Regions from separate parts of the Mus musculus genome. Here regions 2 and 3 are each linked to region 1. Evidence: chromatin contacts called from public Hi-C data. All regions are on one chromosome and are shown on one strand. Each heading gives the region's core, a stretch centred on a gene start, on an enhancer-like site or on the middle of the called end of the contact. The rest is flanking DNA. Distances are from core to core; before and after follow the strand shown.

Region 1 (2,700 bases), core at 57-2,556:
AAGTTTATATCAACAAACATTTACTGATTGAATACCCACTATATGTTGTTGGTGCATAAGAGACTAAAGAAATGAAATTGTCGCTCCCACGAAGCTGGCATTACAGAAAAGTGCTATGGATCAAAAGGCTACAGACTGAACACCAGAGGCAATGGGGGCAGTATTAGAAGAATAGGGTGGAGAGGGGGAGAAGGTTAGGGTTTTAAGTAGGGCAGTCGGGGTAGGTAGGCCTGGGAGTGAAGGAACAAGAAAATAAACACTATGGTTATTCAGATATACGCCAGGTTGGAAGCTAAGAAACAAAAGATGCAGGACATTCCGATTTCTGGGAACCTGGTTACAGTTTGTCCACAAAGGATCTGCTTTTGGACAATAGAGAAGGGGTAAAAAAGAAACACAGAGTAAAGACTCATTCTAAGACAATAATTTGCATTTTGTGTACATAGGCCCTTCTGAGAAGCAGCTGGCTGTCTTCTCCCAAGGGTAACCAGCGATTTGTGATATTTGGTCTCAGATCTTAAATCACTCAGTCTCCTTAAAGGAGAGCTCTGAGGCAGTGTACTGGAAACCTCTTTAGCTGAGATGTGAGTGAGCAGACATATTGACTGGTTTGAACATGTTCCCCTTTTCCTTTTACACTCTGTATACCGGCACCATGGTAAAAGGAAACAAGATTTTTAAAAATTACGTCAGTTAATTATAGCTGGGGATAGAAAGTGAGGTGGATGGATTATGAAGTAAGCTAAGCAAGAAGAAAACAACATAATAAAATAATAAGAAAAATTAAAGCAACCTTAACAGTGAAACAAAGAAAAGCACAGGACGTGCTCAGCATATAATGAAGTGTTTAGGATTACTTAGCTAAATTTCATTACAAACTTCGGAAGCGGGTGCAGCTTTCTACAAGTGGAGAAATGGCCACAAGATATTGTGCAGTTCTGTGCAGCAACAATTTTGTCAAGTATTTATACGCATCCATAGAGAGAAGTGTGTAAATTCGCATACACTATACGTCCCCATACAACCTGCTGAGTTCAATTTACACACACTCAGTGAACACATATTCAATTTAAACAGCAGGAAGTAAAATGAAGGGCTGAATCTCAGACAGCAGGAAACACAATAGTTTGTATCTTCATACTGTTGTGTAAGTCAGGTTTTGCTCTCTTTCTTATTAAGTAAGAGGGAAATCCCAGATGCCCAATAACAGCACAAAAGCTCAATAATAATCCCAAGAAGCACCAAACAAACAAAACAGCTGGGACCCCAGCAGCTTTCTGCTTCTGGGCGTGCACAGGACACAGGCAGTGGGCGGAGCCAAGAAACCGAAAGAGAAAGCGGGCCGGGCACAGTGGACCTCGGGCACCGGGATGAAGCCGCAGTTGGTGAACCTCTTGCTACTGTGTTGCTGCTGTCTCGGCCGCCACGGGGTCGCCGGGACCTGGTCTTGGAGCCACCAGCGGGAGGCCGCCGCCTTGCGGGTACCAAGCTCCCTCCCTCTACTGCCCCGGGGCTCCTAGGGAGGGACCCAAGCTCCAAGCGCGCATTTCCCCAGTAGAACTGCCTCCTAAAAGTTTGATTCCCCAGGGCAAGGATTTCTGTGCTATATCCCAAAGCACCAAAAGATGTCCAAAGCAAAGCTAAGGGGAAGAAGTATCCTGAATCCTAAAGCCTTTCCCACACCAAACCTGTCGCATAGAAAGCCGCCTGCAGGGGGCACTGGCTCTCTCCTCCTATAACTGGAAGTTAATGATTTCTCAGTCCTGGAACTGTCTACCACCATCAAGTTCTCTCTGACTTGGTGGAGACTGATGTAGAACAGGAGACATTTCACTGCCTTAAATTCGGATTTCTTTTTTTAAAGTTTTCATAATAATCCTTCAATTGCTCTCCAACCTTAAAATTCTGAAATGGACAAGTTAGCTGACCACGGATAGATTTTCCCAGTAACCAGGGGAACTGACCGAAATGCAGATTCACAGTTGGCCTCAGTTGCTATACTTAATGCTCTCTGAAAGGTTTTTAAATCTGAAAAAAAAAAAAAGAAAAAGAAAAGAAAAAAGAAAATGCCATCACGATTTTATTAGAGGAGGACTCACCTGTTCGACTCAGTGTCTATCTGAATTCAGGAATGCTGCTCTTAGGCCATTTAACTAGTGTTTACTGATGTTTTCTGAAATTTCCATAGAACCCCATAGCTCTGCCCCGTTCTCCTTGTCCTCTTTGGCCTGAGAAGTTCCAGTATTCATTCAGTCCGGCCTTCTTTGGCTTCAGCTACCCTTGTGTTGTACTCAAATCAAAATGCTGTGCTTTAGTTCTCCTTTTTGTTACTTTTGAGCTCATTTCTTGTTACCAGTCTATTTCTCAGTGTCCTTGGCCTGTGTGTTACTGAGACCTGTCCTTGATTTCCAATAGGGTGAGGTAGTCAGTGTCACAGGTTGTTGATAAGGTGTTTATTGGCCAACTAGTTTTTTTTTTTCTAATCTTGAGTATTGAAAGCTAACAATGTAATGTATAATTTTTTTTCTCCTTACTGAAATAAAGCAAGGTTGCCAAGAAAAGCAACTTAAAGAAAGTGAAAAAGGGTCTACTTTGGCTCACACTTTCAGGGACAGTCTATCATCATGATAGGGATGTCATAGTGACATGTGTGTGGAGCAGACATCCATACTACATCAGCAGCCAGGAAGGGAAAGACAT
Region 2 (2,700 bases), core at 169-2,668, 350 kb before region 1:
ACATTTCCAGCTGAGCTTCTCAAAGGGCCTTAGGTCCCTTAAGCTAAAGGCCATTTCTTCTTGATAAGCCAGAACTGCAAATGTTCAAGAAGCAAGACAGTATCTTCAAATGCATCATTTTGGTCAACTCTCCTAAGTCAGCTGAAATTTCACTGGCTTCTTTTGCAAATACTCTGCAATGCCGTCCTTCTTCTCTGTTTTGAGGATTATCCACAGGCTTCAATTTTCTCTGTACTGGCTTATGTGGCAATATGATCTGCCTAAGTTCCTCAATTATTATGTAGGCTTATGTGATATATTCATGTTTATTAGTAGTATGTTTTAATACATTCATTTGCCTTATTGAATTTTAATTGATGCATAATTATATAAATGTGTGTGTGTGTGTGTGTGTGTGTGTGTGTGTGTGTGTGTGTGTTTATGGAATGTAAGGTATAATGGTTTGATGCACATGTACATTGTAAAGTGACTTTCTTAGTTAGGGCTTTACTGCTGTAAACAGACACCATGACCAAGGCAACTCTTAAAAGGACAACATTTAATTGATTCTGACTTACAAGTTCAGAGTTCAGTTCATTATCATCAAGGTGGAAAAATGTCAGCATACAGGCAGGCATGGTGCAAGAGGACCTGATAGTTCTACTTCTTCATCTGAAGGGTGTTAGCAGCTACTTAGTTAACACCTACTTCAGGCAGCTAAGACTAGGGTATTAAAGGCCACACCCACAGTGACACACCTACTCAAAGAAGGCCACATTCCCTGGCTCAAACATATACAAACCATCACAGTGACTAAATAAAGCTAATTAGCATACTTACCTTGCATCTAATTATTTCATTGAGAAATTTTCAGATATGCTATCAGCAATTTAAAAATATATATTATTGCTAAATATAATATTCCTTGAAATTGAAAAGAAGCCACTTCCTTAAAGTAGATGAAGGGTTTTATTCACCAAAGTGTGTATGTAAACTATTTCAAGTCCAGGTGGGTACATAGTATATCATCATACTGTTCTGAAATAAAGAGACGCACATGTTTTTTGCCAAAATTCCTGTAGTTGTGCATGAGGTGCTTGGAATGTGCTGGTTTCTGGCTCAAGAAAGCAGATTGAGTAAGTACATTTAACATGGATAAATTGCTCTGTGGATAATTAGAATGTCAAAGAACCACCATTACAGCACAGACTCGTACCTTCTGATTTATGTCCAGCATCACACTCTCAAAATCCTTTCTGAAAGCCACAGTCTGGGATTTTACTGTCTAATAGTTTCGTGCTTTTATGCATGTGTTATATATCTTTCTGTTGGAATAGAAAGAAGATCTTCATCTTTCTCAGCCTTCCAGCACATGTTCATTCTCTCCTGGAGGCTCATGCGTGGATAATGCACATTGTAAATCCTTGTAGATTCCAAGTTCTCAAAGAACAAAGACAACAAGAGAGCAGAGTGCAGCTCCTTGCTCATCCCTCCCTCCCCAGCACCACCCTGCTTGCCTCACCCAAAGGAACAAACAGAATCATTTGTCCTTGTTATAAAAATGATTGAGCCACTTTTACAAACTTAACTTCAAAGATCCGACTCCTTGTTTTAATTTAATTCGTTATTTCTTTGCTCTCGTGGTCAATAAATCAAGTCATGAGCCACTAAAAGCTTCTGAGATACTAAATGCTTGAGGTTTGCTTTTCAGTGAACTTTTATGTTTCATTTCAATTTGGAGAGAAACCACTTGATGCTTGCTTCATCAATGGGTGAAACATACCGTACCCTTTTGAAAAGTGTATTTTATTTAACCATAAATAAAAGTTTCAAGGTACAGAGAGCTCAGTTAGAGGTTCTATGTTTATGTATCTGTTCCCTATCACACTGCCAAAGATTGACTTCAAAGTTTCTTCTCTACTCATATGGGGGGAAAAAAACTCCAACTATTCAAACTTTCCTAAGAATTAATTAAGCACATGACCACTATAAACTAAGAGGAAAAATAAGTCCAAATAATATGAAGAAAAACCTGCATATGTGACCCATAAAATGTGACATGATAGCACGTTCTCTGTGGCAAGCTGTTTAAACAAGCTCATAGTTTATGTAGATTTTTTTCTGTTTATTTTCAGTACATTCTCAGTGTGTTCTAGTCTACACAGGTGGCTCACTGTACTACCTACAACAGGGGTTCTCCACCTGTGGCTAGTGACCCTTTTGGCAGTCTAATGACTCTTCAGTCTTATATCATATAGTTTGCACATCAGATATCTACATTGTTATTCATTTCAGTTGCAAAATTCCAATTATGAAGTAGCAATCTTTATGGTTTGGGGGGTCGCAATAAAATGCAGAAGTGTATTAAAGGGTCACAGTGTTAGGAAGCTTAAGAATCACTGACCAAAAGCTAGCTTAGAAGATCAATTTTACCTAGAATAGGCCTTGGGCCTTAGGAAACTGTTCTGGAGTGCTCTACGTGAAGTGGAGTTGGGATAAAGCTATCACATATTACAATAAACGTTCTCATGAGAAAACTTTGCAATCAATTTTATTCCTGACATTTGAGAATTCCTGTTGAAGTTTCATCAAAATTAAAGACTTAGAAACACAGAAATGCCGCTGGAGCAATGGCTCAGTGATTAAGAACACACATACAAGTCATAGAGAATACCTTTGCGCATATCTTAACACAGACATAGGGGATTGACAACCCTCCCT
Region 3 (2,700 bases), core at 123-2,622, 370 kb before region 1:
CTATTTCAACAAGGAAGAAAGGAAAATTAAACTTGGTATGTACTAGTTCTTTGACTGTTCATATGTCATTGCATCACGTGTCCTGTTTTTAAGTTGTATTGCACTTGGGCCAATTCTCATTCACCTCATGGTGAAGTGTGATACTTTCTAAACTTTCCTAAAACATTCATAAAAATACACAGTCTGGTGTTCATGTTGCTGTGCTTTTCTCAGACATAATTTTCTTGGACCATGTTTTCATTTGCTGTCCTCCCTACCATGTGTTCCTGTAGAAAGTTACCCATCTACAATATCCCCCCAGAAATGGTTACATCAAAGAGAACTTTTAGGAGAAGGCACTGAGTCACTAACCACATTCAGGAATCAAGATTGTGCAAGAGATGAACTCAGCAGCTTATTTTGAAAAATGCAAGAATCTTAAGAGAAATTGATTTTATTTAGAAGTGGTCAAAGTATAAAATTGTGTAAAAATGTACATGATAAATTTGTATCTAAACAGAATTCTAATAATCAAGCTACTTACTATAAGACTATTCTCTTTTCAGCAGTGATTACTAAACACAAAGACATAACATTTGAAAGTATCATGAAGTAGTAAGTGGGATAAAAACAGAAAACCAGAAGTGTAAAAGATGGCAATAAGGAGCTGGCAGAATCCATTGTTCCATGACAACAATAATTCCCTAAACATTAGCTGGATTTCCTGTGAAATTCAGTCCTTGGAACTGAGAGCTCTCCTCCTGAATCAGGCTCACCATTATTGAGCGATAATGCTGTCTCAAAATTTTCCACTGTGAAGTGAAGACTGTCCTCTCATTAACTACTTAAATCTACACCAACATCTCTTCCAGTGTGGCTACAGACGAAACATCTCTAGCATTCTACTTTCTAATACCAAGTTGGTTTATGGGCAGCATGATTTTATTAACCATTGCTCCAAAATCTTTGGAAGAGGACATAAGATTTGCACCAAACACCAACCTCATTCCTTTTGCTTGGTTCTATAAAACTGGGTATCTTTATAGTAAATAACCTGGAAGCATAAAATGAAGATTATTTTAATCAGCTTCCTTTAGATCCCTTCATATTTCACAGAGCTAATTGAATACTTCATGAGTCAGACTCAGCCAGTGTTATGTGATCCTTTGACAATCATTGTTGCAGAGTGCTGTGTTACCTCAAAATGAGTAACAAACTAGAATGGAGGACATCTCCCTCCAGAAGGGGAAGGGTGAGCATGTCCTGGAGATAGAAGCATGGTAGTATATTCTTTCAGAGAAGGGGGAACTGCATTCTCCATTCCTCTGTGAGTTGCCTTGAACATCATTTCCAAAAAGTGTGCCAATTTGGGAAATGGTGCAAGCCAAAACCTTCCTGACTCAGAAGCCAACTTGCATCACTGTGAGTGTTTTACTTCTGTTTTTGTTTTTGTTTTTCATTCAGGATCAAACCATGAAAGCTTACTTGTTATTTTGTGATCAAGAGAGGCTGGTTTTCAGTCAGTATCCACTCTTAACTGCCCCACATATATTCCCTTTAGATTTCACTCTAACTCTCACACACCCGCTTGAGAAGCATGTGTTAATTCTGACCCTTTGCATTTACCCAGTTCTGCTCAGTAGGAGTCTTCGGAGACCAGAAGCTGTGGTATAATGATCAAGGAGCTGGCAAAAGCTATTTTGGGCAAGAGTTCAGGGCAGGTCTCCAGCCTCAGCAAAGTTCAAATCAAAAGTGCAAGGCAAAAGCAGTTATGAGAATTGAGCAATAATTATGTAAAACAAAATATTTATGAAAAGAAGCTGTCTCTGGAGTTTGTATTAAACATAGCTAGGCACCAGTTAAATGTCCTCAGTTGGGTCTAGGCCTACTGAATGGGTGTGGCAGGTAGGCTGACGCTAGTCTGAGCTTTTATGCACACCTCTCTGACTTCATAGACGTTCTGGGCAACCCGAATCGCCAAGGGCTTCTAAGCAACAATCTGAACTTCATATCTACAGTTTGTTTTCCTGACAGAAAAAGCGGAATATGGTTACCTTAACCAAGCAGAAGTTAGATAAAGACTTGGAAATGCACCTATAATCAGTCAGAAATAAAATAAATATACCAACACCTAAAGCTGCCCCTTTATCTTCCTGTGAAACTAATCCTTTGATTACTAACGAGTACACACACTCAGCCAAGTTCACTATAATAGCAGGAGGTATAAAACTACTTCTGTATTTACCTTGGGATTTAATCTTCAGTTTCTTTATCACATCATACTTATTTTGTTAGCAGAGTTCCTGTCTCCAACTTTGTACTCTTGTATGGGCCATTTTCAGTAGGAACACTTGAGAGGCAACCATTCTTTACCATGACTAAAAGCATTCCCAACTTCTTCTAGCCTTTTCAGGTCCTTCAAACCCCAAATCTATCATCAGCTGCAGTTCCCAAAGATGGCTTGAAACTTATTAAGTTTTCTTAGGCTTATTAGTTTAAAAGATTTCTACATTTTAATAACTATACAGCTGTTTCAGTATATAACTAGACTTTCCTGTGAAAAATTGACCACTTAAATAAAATTAAAATGAAGCCAGATGAGACAAGCAACCACTTGGCCATTGAGAACTGGGCTGTCCATATCATAGGCTACTGATTTACATTACATTCTCCCTTTAATGGGAAGTTATTATTTACTATAATAATCCAGTTGCATTGGCA

The links. Hi-C and Micro-C count contacts between places; a contact is called where the count stands out from the background.
Region 2: a contact with region 1 is called in a Hi-C map of uterus, with 2.4 times the contacts expected there. The contact joins the enhancer-like site here to the promoter of Ctso in region 1. A contact is called at or near these places in 6 of 39 promoter capture datasets (the 3T3-L1 cell line, cranial neural crest, embryonic stem cells and 1 more), 4 of 484 Hi-C or Micro-C datasets (LSK cells, hematopoietic stem and progenitor cells, peritoneal macrophages and 1 more) and 1 of 115 datasets of contacts at active chromatin or transcription factors (embryonic stem cells).
Region 3: a contact with region 1 is called in a Hi-C map of 3T3-L1-derived adipocytes, with 4 times the contacts expected there. The contact joins the enhancer-like site here to the promoter of Ctso in region 1. A contact is called at or near these places in 9 of 39 promoter capture datasets (the 3T3-L1 cell line, 3T3-L1-derived adipocytes, the C10 cell line and 4 more), 15 of 484 Hi-C or Micro-C datasets (the 3T3-L1 cell line, 3T3-L1-derived adipocytes, the C2C12 cell line and 12 more) and 1 of 9 other capture datasets (macrophages).

What each region holds. Positions count from the first base shown.
Region 1 is chr3:81,931,295-81,933,994 of GRCm38.p6, forward strand. It overlaps Ctso (cathepsin O), which reads left to right and starts at 1,307. Exons shown (of 8, transcript NM_177662.3): 1 at 1,307-1,481. The coding sequence starts at 1,371.
Region 2 is chr3:81,582,398-81,585,097 of GRCm38.p6, forward strand. No RefSeq gene overlaps it. Among named protein-coding and RNA genes, the nearest start is that of Gm52636, 46 kb to the right of the region's middle. Within about 2 kb of position 1,419, at least 6 of the 459 cell types and tissues checked have an H3K27ac peak or open chromatin away from gene starts, as enhancers often do. A contact at or near this core is called in uterus, where this site is marked.
Region 3 is chr3:81,562,724-81,565,423 of GRCm38.p6, forward strand. No RefSeq gene overlaps it. Among named protein-coding and RNA genes, the nearest start is that of Gm52636, 66 kb to the right of the region's middle. Within about 2 kb of position 1,373, at least 17 of the 459 cell types and tissues checked have an H3K27ac peak or open chromatin away from gene starts, as enhancers often do. A contact at or near this core is called in 3T3-L1-derived adipocytes and bone marrow-derived macrophages, where this site is marked.